Linked DNA regions of Oryctolagus cuniculus: regions 2 and 3 are each linked to region 1. The links are chromatin contacts, called in public Hi-C and Micro-C maps. All regions are on one chromosome and are shown on one strand. The core of a region is the stretch at or near the end of the contact, and the rest is flanking DNA. Distances in the headings are between cores, read along the strand shown.

What was found. A called contact is a pair of places that touch in the nucleus more often than the background predicts.
Region 2: a contact with region 1 is called in a Micro-C map of ear pinna, with 9 times the contacts expected there. The contact joins the promoter of EED here to the promoter of PICALM in region 1. A contact is called at or near these places in 2 of 6 Hi-C or Micro-C datasets (ear pinna and skin fibroblasts).
Region 3: a Hi-C map of skin fibroblasts shows a contact between it and region 1, with 2.0 times the contacts expected there. The contact joins the enhancer-like site here to the promoter of PICALM in region 1. A contact is called at or near these places in 2 of 6 Hi-C or Micro-C datasets (skin fibroblasts and an unstated tissue).

What each region holds. Positions count from the first base shown.
Region 1 is chr1:77,154,163-77,157,579 of mOryCun1.1, reverse strand. It overlaps PICALM (phosphatidylinositol binding clathrin assembly protein), which reads left to right and starts at 1,908. Exons shown (of 20, transcript XM_070076422.1): 1 at 1,908-2,543. The coding sequence starts at 2,414. It overlaps LOC138843109 (a long non-coding RNA gene), which reads right to left and starts at 2,748. Exons shown (of 3, transcript XR_011389911.1): 1 at 2,627-2,748.
Region 2 is chr1:77,386,639-77,390,055 of mOryCun1.1, reverse strand. It overlaps EED (embryonic ectoderm development), which reads right to left and starts at 1,888. Exons shown (of 12, transcript XM_002708655.5): 1 at 990-1,888. The coding sequence starts at 1,103.
Region 3 is chr1:77,300,427-77,303,843 of mOryCun1.1, reverse strand. It overlaps the pseudogene LOC100338202. Among named protein-coding and RNA genes, the nearest start is that of EED, 86 kb to the left of the region's middle. Within about 2 kb of position 1,568, at least 3 of the 8 cell types and tissues checked have an H3K27ac peak or open chromatin away from gene starts, as enhancers often do.

The sequences.
Region 1 (3,417 bases), core at 659-3,158:
CACTCTCACAGGTGGTATGGGTATTTCAAGTGTTGTCCTAACAGGGGAACCAAATGCTCCCTGCCTTCTCCCATGAACTTTTTGAGGTCCCCTTGTATACCATACTAATTTTAAAGTCCTATTGCAATTTATTAGGGCAGAGGCTCAGGCCCATCAGTAATTTATATAAGGAAACCTATATTAGAGTAGCAATGATGGCTGACACTATATGTTGAGAACTGGGTAATTCAAGTGCCAAATGGACATGGGGCAGCGAATTGGACACTAAACCACAGATGTACTGCAGATGTACTGATGAGTTACAGTTTTGTGATGAAGCCTGCTGATTTAAGACCTGTAAGCCAGCAAAAACCATGCTTGGTAAAAGCATGATGCTGCAGAATTTCACCAGTCGTTGTGGAGAGAAAATTGGGGAAGAGACATTGAGGAGGTGAGACAAAGGGAATGGGAGGAGACTACAAAATTCTCGATATGATACATAAAATGCTAGGTATCTATTAACTTTGCATGTTTTGAAAGAGTCACCAGATTGAAGCACAGGATTTTGGATTTGGCTGGCAGATGGTGTACACAGATTTTCAGAGTATGTTAGCATTCACTTGAAACTAGCAAGATTACATATGACTATCATGGTAACAACATTGACAGAGGTTTTTTTTTTTTTTTTTTGACAGGCAGAGTGGACAGTGAGAGAGAGACAGAGAGAGAAAGGTCTTCCTTTGCCGCTGGTTCACCCTCCAATGGCCGCCGCTGCAGCCGGCGCACCGCGCTGATCCTGGCAGGAGCCAGGAGCCAGGTGCTTTTCCTGGTCTCCCATGGGGTGCAGGGCCCAAGCACCTGGGCCATCCTCCACTGCACTCCCTGGCCATAGCAGAGAGCTGGCCTGGAAGAGGGGCAACCAGGACAGAATCCGGCGCCCCAACCGGGACTAGAACCCGGTGTGCCGGTGCCGCAAGGTGGAGGATTAGCCTATTGAGCCACGGCGCCGGCTCATTGACAGAGGTTTTAAAGTTTATACTTAACCCTGGGGTAAATGTGGGGCACTAGTAACATTTCCAAAGGCTTTGTTAATAGATCTGGATCTCACAGGACAGACTCTCAGGACACAATAGCTCCTCTAAAATGTCCACAGGGCAGTGTCAATGTCTTGCCATGGAAACCCGGCTGATCCAGTAAAAGATGCCAAAGGGAAGCAAGACTAAACCTGGGAAGATGGCAGGTAGTGCTGTCTGCACTCCTGGAATGAGACTTCTCCATTTACCATCTTGTCTCACTTCCTTGTATGGTCTGGACCTTTAATCACCCCATCAGTCAGCCTTGTAGGGTCAAGCTAATCGCTGTTGACATCATCCTACTACTTCCCTTTTCAAATTCCAGGGAAGCTATGTGTTTCCTGTCCTATTTGACACCCCAGAAGATGAATACTGGTCGGTTTGTATCTAAATTTAGACCGGCAGCAACGTTTTCAGGGTAGGGATAAACAAAACCAGGTGACATTTCCAAGCCTCTCAAGGAAGGCAGGGAGAAACCATTCTGGGAGAGCTTCAACACTTCCACAGCAGAGACAGGCCTGCTGGCAGGGTTTGGGAACTAGGCCGCCGGAGCTTCTCCTTTAAGTCGGGAGGACGGCTTTGGGGGCGTCTCCAAACGCACTCTCTCTGCCAGGGAAGCCCCAAGAGTCGGAACTCTAGACACCACCTTCCTCACGGGAAGCTGTGCAGGCAGCTGCACCTCCTCTTTGTCAAGCCGTTGGTTTCAATCACAGACAAGAGGACACCCTTAGGGTGGGGTGAGAGAGGGCAGAAGCCGGCCGCCCCACTCCACCCCCCTTCTGTGACCCCCCCAGCCCTGCGACCTGTTGGCAGGGAGCGTCACGTGACGCGCTGGGCCGCGCACTGCCCCCGGGCGGGCCTCCTGTTGCGCCCGCCGGGCGGGTTCCATCCCGTAACGCGCGGGCGCCGCCCCGCTCTTCCCTCGCTGAGCGAGGGAGGGCGGGCGTCGAAGAGGAAAGGGAAGGAAAAGGGGGCGGGAGAAGGGAGAAGGAGGGGCGGCGCCCGAGTCACGTGACCCGGGGGCAGCCCGGAAAGCTCCGAGGAGGAGCCTGGCGCCGCCATTTTCCTGCAGCTGCCTGTCCCTCTTGCCCGGCCCGGCTCCAGCTGACCAGGGGAGGGGTGGGCTGAGCTGAGGCGGGGGCACGGGAGCGCCCGACATCGTGTCCGACCCCGCGGCTGACACGAGCCGGTTCTCTTCGGGCTGAGTGGCAGCGCGCGGCCCTGAGCCCCGCCCCAGGCCGGCAGGCGGGGAAGGAGCCGGTGGGGGTAGGGGGTGCGGTGGGGGGTGGGGACCTCCGGCGTCTGGGGGTCCCGGTCCCCGCCGGCTGCCGAGCGGGAGGGGTGGCGGAGCAGCAGCAGAGATGTCTGGCCAGAGCCTGACGGACCGAATCACCGCCGCCCAGCACAGTGTCACCGGCTCCGCCGTATCCAAGACAGTATGCAAGGCCACGACCCACGAGATCATGGGGCCCAAGAAAAAGCACCTGGACTGTGAGTGAAGCCCACTGCGCCTCCCCTACCCCCACCCCCACCCCCGGCGCCACCCGCGTCCTTGTCTCCATCTCTTTCCTTACCCCCTTCAGCTGTCTCTCCCCTGCCTGCGTCGGAGTGGCACGGCCGCTCGTGTGCTCCCTGTGCTTCTATCACACCTGCCTTCATGGCCTGCGGCCGCCGGGTCTCTGTGACCGAGCCTCGGACTGGCCACTCCCCTCCCGCTTCCTAGGGGCCCCTCACCCCGCCGACTCGCCTTCCCCTCTGGCTCCAGCAGCCTTGTGCTCTTCGTCCCAGCCGTCCCGTGCCGCCCTGAGCGTCTCCCGGCTTGCTCCCGGTCTCGCCGGCTCATTGTTTCCCCATTAGCCGCCTTCAGGTTTCCGTAGACTCGCGTTTCAGTGGCCTCAGAGCCTCTTAGCCCGCAGCTTGTTCACGGCTGCCTCTGGAAGGGGTTCCCACTTCCTTTACTCCATTGGCTGCTTTTTCCTTCCCAGCTTTCTCTTCCACTTTCCGTCCCCCATTTGGGTTGCCTTTTTCTGCCTCTGTTGCTTTAGTTCAGTTCTTTCAACTCGTTGTGTTTTAATTATCACACGCAACGCCCGGACTTTCACCCTGGATTACCTTTTTTCGTGGAAGTGAAAGTGAAGTTGGAAGTTGGGAGTTTTTATTTGCCTCCGGTAGAATGTAATGGTTGTATTGTTCAGGCTCTTGACTGGGCTAGGTTGTGAATGTCAGCTTCCACCCCTCCTTAAAATGCGATGTGGAAAAGATTTTGCTGGTGCTAGTATCCATTCCTGAACTGTTAACCCTGGCGGTTTGAATTTAGAAGCTTGAGTGAGGTGTACACTGTTAGATTTCAAAATGGGTTAATACA
Region 2 (3,417 bases), core at 639-3,138, 230 kb before region 1:
GCTCCTAACTGCAGCCTAATCTGCCGACAGAATTTTACGAAAACGAAGAAATAAAACTTGGTCTTCAAGACTTGGAATGAAGATAAAAAATGTTAGACCCAATTATGTAGTGAGACTGGGGAGAACAAACAGAAATATACATATAGATATATTTAAAGTAATATCAGACAAACTTTCCAGAAATTTTAAGTGCAAAACCCCATAAGCTGACAATCTCCAAGAAATCTTTCTTCTCTGCAGAAAGCAATCTTTCCCCCACCGTTTCCGTGAAAATCCTGGTCATGACACCATGCCATAAACACGCTTCAGTAGGCATTCACGCTGGGGAATTTAAGGACAGCGTGTGTGAGATACAACATTTATTCCTAAAGCAGGCCAAACTGAGAAATGCTCGCACCAGCTTTCTAAAACACGTTCAAGATTTTTTTTTTTTTTTAGATTCTCATTATTGGATTCGCACAGGACGGGAGCAGACACCAGGCGCTCTTAAACACTCATTCAAACTCCATTAACTCAAAGATCTACCCTTTGCATCCTGAAGATTCTACAGGGGTCAGAGCGACACAGTGCCCGAACTCCTTTGAAAGAGTTCTCGACTGCCCGCTCCTTCCCACTCTTAGGGAAAAAAAAAAAAGAAAATCTAGCACGCCTTTTAAACTACTGGAATCTCAGACCCGCACTCTTCCCTCTATCTCCCAAAGGCCCGAACACTTCCCCACAGGCAGAGGAGAGCTCTCGGACCCATGCTCTCACTTAAGCCACTCTCCTTGGCCAACTTTCTGCCTGCTCTCGGCCGCGGCTCAAAATCCCCGCCAGACACAGGTTCGACTTCGCCCGCACGCCCTCCCCATCCCGGGCACGGGGTGACACCTCTCGCTCTACCCCCTCCCCGCCCCAGCGCCGGCCCCCCCATCCCGCACCCGCAGTTTTTAAAGAATCTAAAAACTCCCACTCCGCAGAGTCCCGTGGCTGCTCCGGGCCGCACTCACATTTTCGTCTCCAGAGAGGTCCGGGTTGCTGTTCTCGTCGCTGCTCAGCTTCTGCTTCTTGGCCGCAGGCATGTCTGTTCCCGCCGGCGCTGTCGACACTTCCCTCTCGGACATATTCCTCCGCCTCCCCCCAGGTTCCTGCCGCCTCGGGCGGGGCCTCCGCCACACCGCCGTCAAGCAAGCCCGTCCGGAGCTTGCCGCAAAGTTGCCACTGCCGCCGCCACCTCCACCGCTCCCCCCAGTGTCGCAAATCGCGCCCAGCCGCCGAGGCGGGCGTGCGTGCGACCCCGCCACACTGCTGAAAAAGGGGCGCGCGCGCGCGCCCTCCTGCGCGGCTTTCTGGCTCCTTCCCTTTCCCGACTCCCGTTTTGCCCTTTTCCCGCCGCCCCCCCGGCAGTTTGCACGGAGATGTAGGATCCGTTGGCTTAAGAGGGTAGTATTTCGTATGTCTCCCGTCCCCACCACCACCTCGAAAAGAACAGGCAGAACTCAAAAGGGATGCTCCGTCACCCCCTTCCTCCTTCCAGAGACGTTTCAGCCGCAATTGGCCCAATCCTTCGATCTCCGACTCGCTGCAAAGGGAGCGAAAGTCTGTGGATGGAGTAGACCACCGGTGTCCCAGGGGACGGGGGAAGCTTTGCTAAGTCACCTCTTGCTTAAGCTCTGCGTGCCAAGAGTCTTTAAACCTGAACTCGGGAGGTGACGACTTCACGAGATTCACGAGATTATGCCAACGTAACTTTTGCTTGAGGATGGGAATTTAAAAACCGTAGACTGAGTCGCACTTGCTTCCCCCATCTGGCAAATGGAAGGCACCCACCTGGAGGTGCGCACGCGCCGAGGCGTATTCTCGCGCTGGGTTGTGGGGGTCCCTCCTCCTCCAGGCCCCTCCTCTTTTCGAAATCTTGTTTGCTGAACCTGGTAGTTTTCTACTGCGTGTGCATAGCCAGGGATGGATTTCAAAGCGCTACCAATCATCGTCTCAGGACGCACCCTAAATTCTTGACGGATGTTTGGTCTGATGAATATTTATTGCAATAATTTTTTTAACCTCAACCGGTTGTGGCCAATATTGGCTAAGGTTTAAGTAGAAGTGTGCTAAAATTACAGACCCTTGAACAGCTACAACTCAAGTGCTCTTTTTAAACAAGGCCCTGAAAAACTCAAAGGCCTATAAATCGGTGGATAGTTCCAACTATGAACCCGTGAGACTTAAGCGACAGGCAAATAACAATACAATTTTAGTACTTCACCAAAATAGTTTCTGTTACTTACATCTGCACTCTTGACAGGTGCAGAATACATTGGTGAGTCTTGTTGATTTGTCAGATGGGTCATCAAGCCGTACAACTGAAGGAAACGCAGCCTCCTTTGTTTTAGAACACAGTTGTGAGTGCTGGTATTTCTGGACCTCAGTGTCCTCATCTGTAAATGCGTGGAAGTGAGAAGGAACCCAGCATACCTTGAGCACCTGCCTGATATGTTTTCTCTTTTGGATCTCGTCGTAAGACACAAGGGATAACCAGTCTAGTGTCGCAGCCATAAAATTGTAGTATACTTGAATTACTTCTGCAAGATGATTTGACAGTGAGAAGATCTGTTTTACTCTCTGCAGATTGCAAGTCATTCCTCCTTTTGAAGTTAGCAGAGAATTCTTGGTTGAGAATGAAAAAAGGAAAGTGAAGCAAAGAGAGGGCAGAGTAAGACATATTTACAATAAAGATTCAGGAAAAATATGGACGCTGAAAAAGTCCAGGTCTTACTAATTGCAGTATTTGTGGAACACTCTCAATGTGCCAGGCACTGCTAAGCACTCCTCAGGTGTGGGGGAGAGATGTGACAGATGAGTCAGCTATGAGAAAGGTAAGATGTGCTTCAGTGTGACACCTTTTTGGGCAAAGACAGATACTCTGTTTTATTGAGAAAGCTGTTTGTGAAATATAACTCTACAAGGAACGGATAATCAGCTAACACATTTCAGATTGCTGCGTGGGTCCAGTGGGATGTGGGAGTCAGCTTCTAGTCATAACATGGAGTAAGTGCTGACCATTTGGATAAAGGGTACATGAAAAGAAAATAACCCAAAGATATTCAGCACTCATGTTATCTGTAACAAAGCAAAAATGTTTTTAAAGAGTCTTATTAAAACTAGGAGGGATTTTTTATATGTTCTGATACGTTTGGGATGGATGAATGATGGAAATTAGTTCATATTCATTATAACTAATGTTAAAGATAAATTATTCTGATACTTCCTTCAGGACTATTTTGAAAGAGACCAAGATTGTAGGGGAGAGAAATTGGGCTCAGCTCCTCCAAACACAACAAATACAAGTGGGGATTTAAAATCAAAGAGTTGCTGCTGTTGGCCTGGCCTAGCCCTGGCTATTGTGGGTATTTGGAGGGTGAACCAGTGGGTAGAAGATCC
Region 3 (3,417 bases), core at 319-2,818, 150 kb before region 1:
AAATATGCCTACAAAAATATGCTTACTTTAAAAGATTCTTATTAAAGCTTTTCAGAGATAGTCATGTCTAAAGATGAAATGATGAAACTCTCCATGAGAGCAAACCTCCCTTACAAAAGTGTTCTTCCCCTTTCTGTCAACAAAATCTGTACTCAAGCATTGGTGATTAACTTAGATTGCTTCCTCTTCTTATTCTGCTTTGTCCAATCTTTTCTGCAAATGCTTGTCAGGCTTACCGCCTTCTCTTTATTCACATCTTGGCTTCCCTAGTCCAGATTAAACTTAACTTACACCCGGATTGCTGTCATAATTTCATCTCCTCTCCATCCTCCCCAACACTTCCCTTTTCAAGGCTTCATTTCCCCTTTTCAAGGCTTCACCACAACCCCTCAGTCTCATGTCCAAGCCCCAGAGCATTCAGCCCCTCAGTGCTCGCTAGCTGGGTTGTTGTCTGGCATGGATGCTGTGTTATAAACTACACCGCCCTTTCTCACCCTCTTACTTTACCAAACTTCAACTCCACAAGTATTCTCACTTTCATCTGCCAAATCAAAAATCCCAAACATCTTTAAGGCTCATCCTGTATTCCTTTTGCCCCCCAAGAAGATTTATCCAATAAATCCCACCAAACAGATCTCTTCTTTTCTCCACCCACATAATTGAAAGCTTTCTTAAAAGTCATATAGAACAAGCCTTCAATTTTATAGCTATGAGAGACTCACCAGTCTTACAACCAGAAGGTTTAAAACTAGAATCCAGGCGTCTTGAGTTTAGGTTCTGTCCCACAACAACTTACTGCCCTTTTTAAAAAATCAACTATAAGGGACTGACGCTGTGACATAGTGGGGAAAGCCACGTCTGCAGTGCCGGCATCCCATATGGGCACGGGCTTGAGACCCAGATGCTCCACTTCCAAACCAGCTCTCTGCTATGGCCAGGGAAAGCAGTAGAAGATGGCCCAAGTCATTGGGCCCCTGTACCCATGTGGGAGACCCAGAGGAAGCTCCAGGCTCCTGGCTTCAGATCAGCCCAGTTCTGGCCATTGTGGCCATCTAGGGAGTGAACCAGCAGATGGAAGATCTCTCTCTCTCTCTCTCTCTCTCTCTCTCTGCCTCTCTGTAACTCCTCCTTTCAAATAAAAAAATCAATTATGATGTATTTTAGAATTGAATTGTTTTTAATCTTATATTTTGTTTAATGTTTATAAATAATATATCTCTGATTAGATTATAAACAGCTTAGGAACAGTGACCGGTGCAAGGTCCACATTAGGTGACAAGCCCCTATTGTGTATTGAAGGCTAAACTTCAGAGTAAGTGTTAGAACAGGATTCACATCCCCCATGATGTCTGTCAAGTTAATGATTTTTATGAATATATTAGGGACCTCCATACTTAATCAAAACCAAGCTGAGGGAACAGAAAGGCCTGAATTACTTCATACTTCAAAATAGTTCCTGAATGTGGGACAGCGCTGCAACTAGCTTCAGTATTACTGTGACCTGCAGGAAGAGGGAGCTTATCCTGACTTGCACCAAGGCTGCAGATTTCCTGGTAACTTCAAGGGCTGCAGCACAAGGCAGGAAAGGAAGGGTGGGACTTCCCTTGTTACGGTAAAGTCTATACAGCTTTCTGGGAAGCTCATAAAAATATGAATTTTAGGAAGAAGACTGTCACTACTGAGAAAAAAAGAATGACGACACTGAAAGAGATGACCTTTAACCAGGAGGAAGTAGAAGGAAAAAAAGAGGAAGTAGCTAGAGCAAAGGAAGACAAAAGGAAATTTGGCACAACAGGGTAGGTTTTGTGAATGCTGTGCTTTTATTTAAATAGAAGGTAGACAAATGAGTTATTTTTAGACTGGTGCGGCAGGAAGATAAGGATGAAATGAAAGATTTAAAGAAATACTCTGAGAATAGAATTAGCATATGTTCCCCAGGAATTGCTTTCCTATTTTACTTCAATAAATACTAACTTGCTGTATATTAAAATCCTATGTGAGACACAGTGATGTAAAAATAAACAATTGAGTTCCTAATTCAAAGAATGGTCAGTCAGCAGAAGAGACTTACAAATGAACAATTACAGGAGAGTCTGCTGCCTTCTATGTACTGTGTGTTAATAGAAGACAGAGGGGCTGGCACCATGGCTCACTAGGCTAATCCTCTGCCTTGCGGCGCTGGCACACCGGGTTCTAGTCCTGGTCGGGGCGCCGGATTCTGTCCCGGTTGCCCCTCTTCCAGGCCAGCTCTCTGCTGTGGCCAGGGAGTGCAGTGGAGGATGGCCCAAGTACTTGGGCCCTGCACCCCATGGGAGACCAGGATAAGTACCTGGCTCCTGGCTCCTGCCATCGGATCAGCGCGGTGCGCTGGCCACAGCGCACCAGCCGCGGCAGCCATTGGAGGGTGAACCAACGGCAAAGGAAGACCTTTCTCTCTGTCTCTCTCTCTCACTGTCCACTCTGCCTGTCAAAAAATTTAAAAAAAAAATAGAAGACAGAGGGGAAATGCTTACATAGTAGTAAGGAGTCAAGGAATATTTATAATGATGAGTGAGGATAAGTTTAAGCATTTACCATCTGTCAGGCAGTCTGCTAAGTTCTTTATGTGGATTATGTATTTGATCCTCACAATAATGCAAGTTCTGGTCTGTTCTCAGTCTTTTAAATTGTTTAAAAAAATCATTCATTGACTTAATTGTTTCATAAGCAGAGATACAGACAGACAGACAGACAGAGCTCCCATCTTCTGGTATATGGCTCAATTACCCAGAAGGCCAGGCCTAGGCCAGGGCTGGAGCCAGGAGCCAAAAACACAATCTAAGTTTCCCACATAGAATGCAGGACCCCAATCACTTGAGTCATCATTGCTGTCTCCTAGGGTCTACATTAGCAGGGAGTGGATCAGGAGTCAGAATCAAATGCTGAACCCAGGTATTCCGATGTGGACAAAAGTATCTTAACCCATGTCTTAAATATCTGCCACTCTTCTCACTCTTTAGGTACAAGATTGAGACATAGAGAAGTGAAGTAACTTATCCAAGATCAAACCTAAGTGGTGCAGTGAAAGTTTAGCAAGGAGAAAACTTGGGTCAAGTGTAAAACAAACCAAAAAGTAAAAAAATAAAGTAAAACAAAAAAGAATTGGCAGAGAAGGAGGGCAAAGAGGGAATTTGGGGGAGGAGATTCTGTACAGAAATAGCAACAGGAAAGTGGCTGGCCCACAAGGACATTAACTCACAACTGAAGACTCACAAGGATTCACTCTACTGGAATGTTCAGTGCATTGGTGGAGGGTAGAAGGGTAGAAAGAATTGAAGGGAAGATGACAGGCCTGGGTCAGATCACAAGTGGTGGCCCATGTCTTGCAAAAGAGTTTTGGCTTTATCCTGAAATCACTGAAGGATGAAATAAGGATAA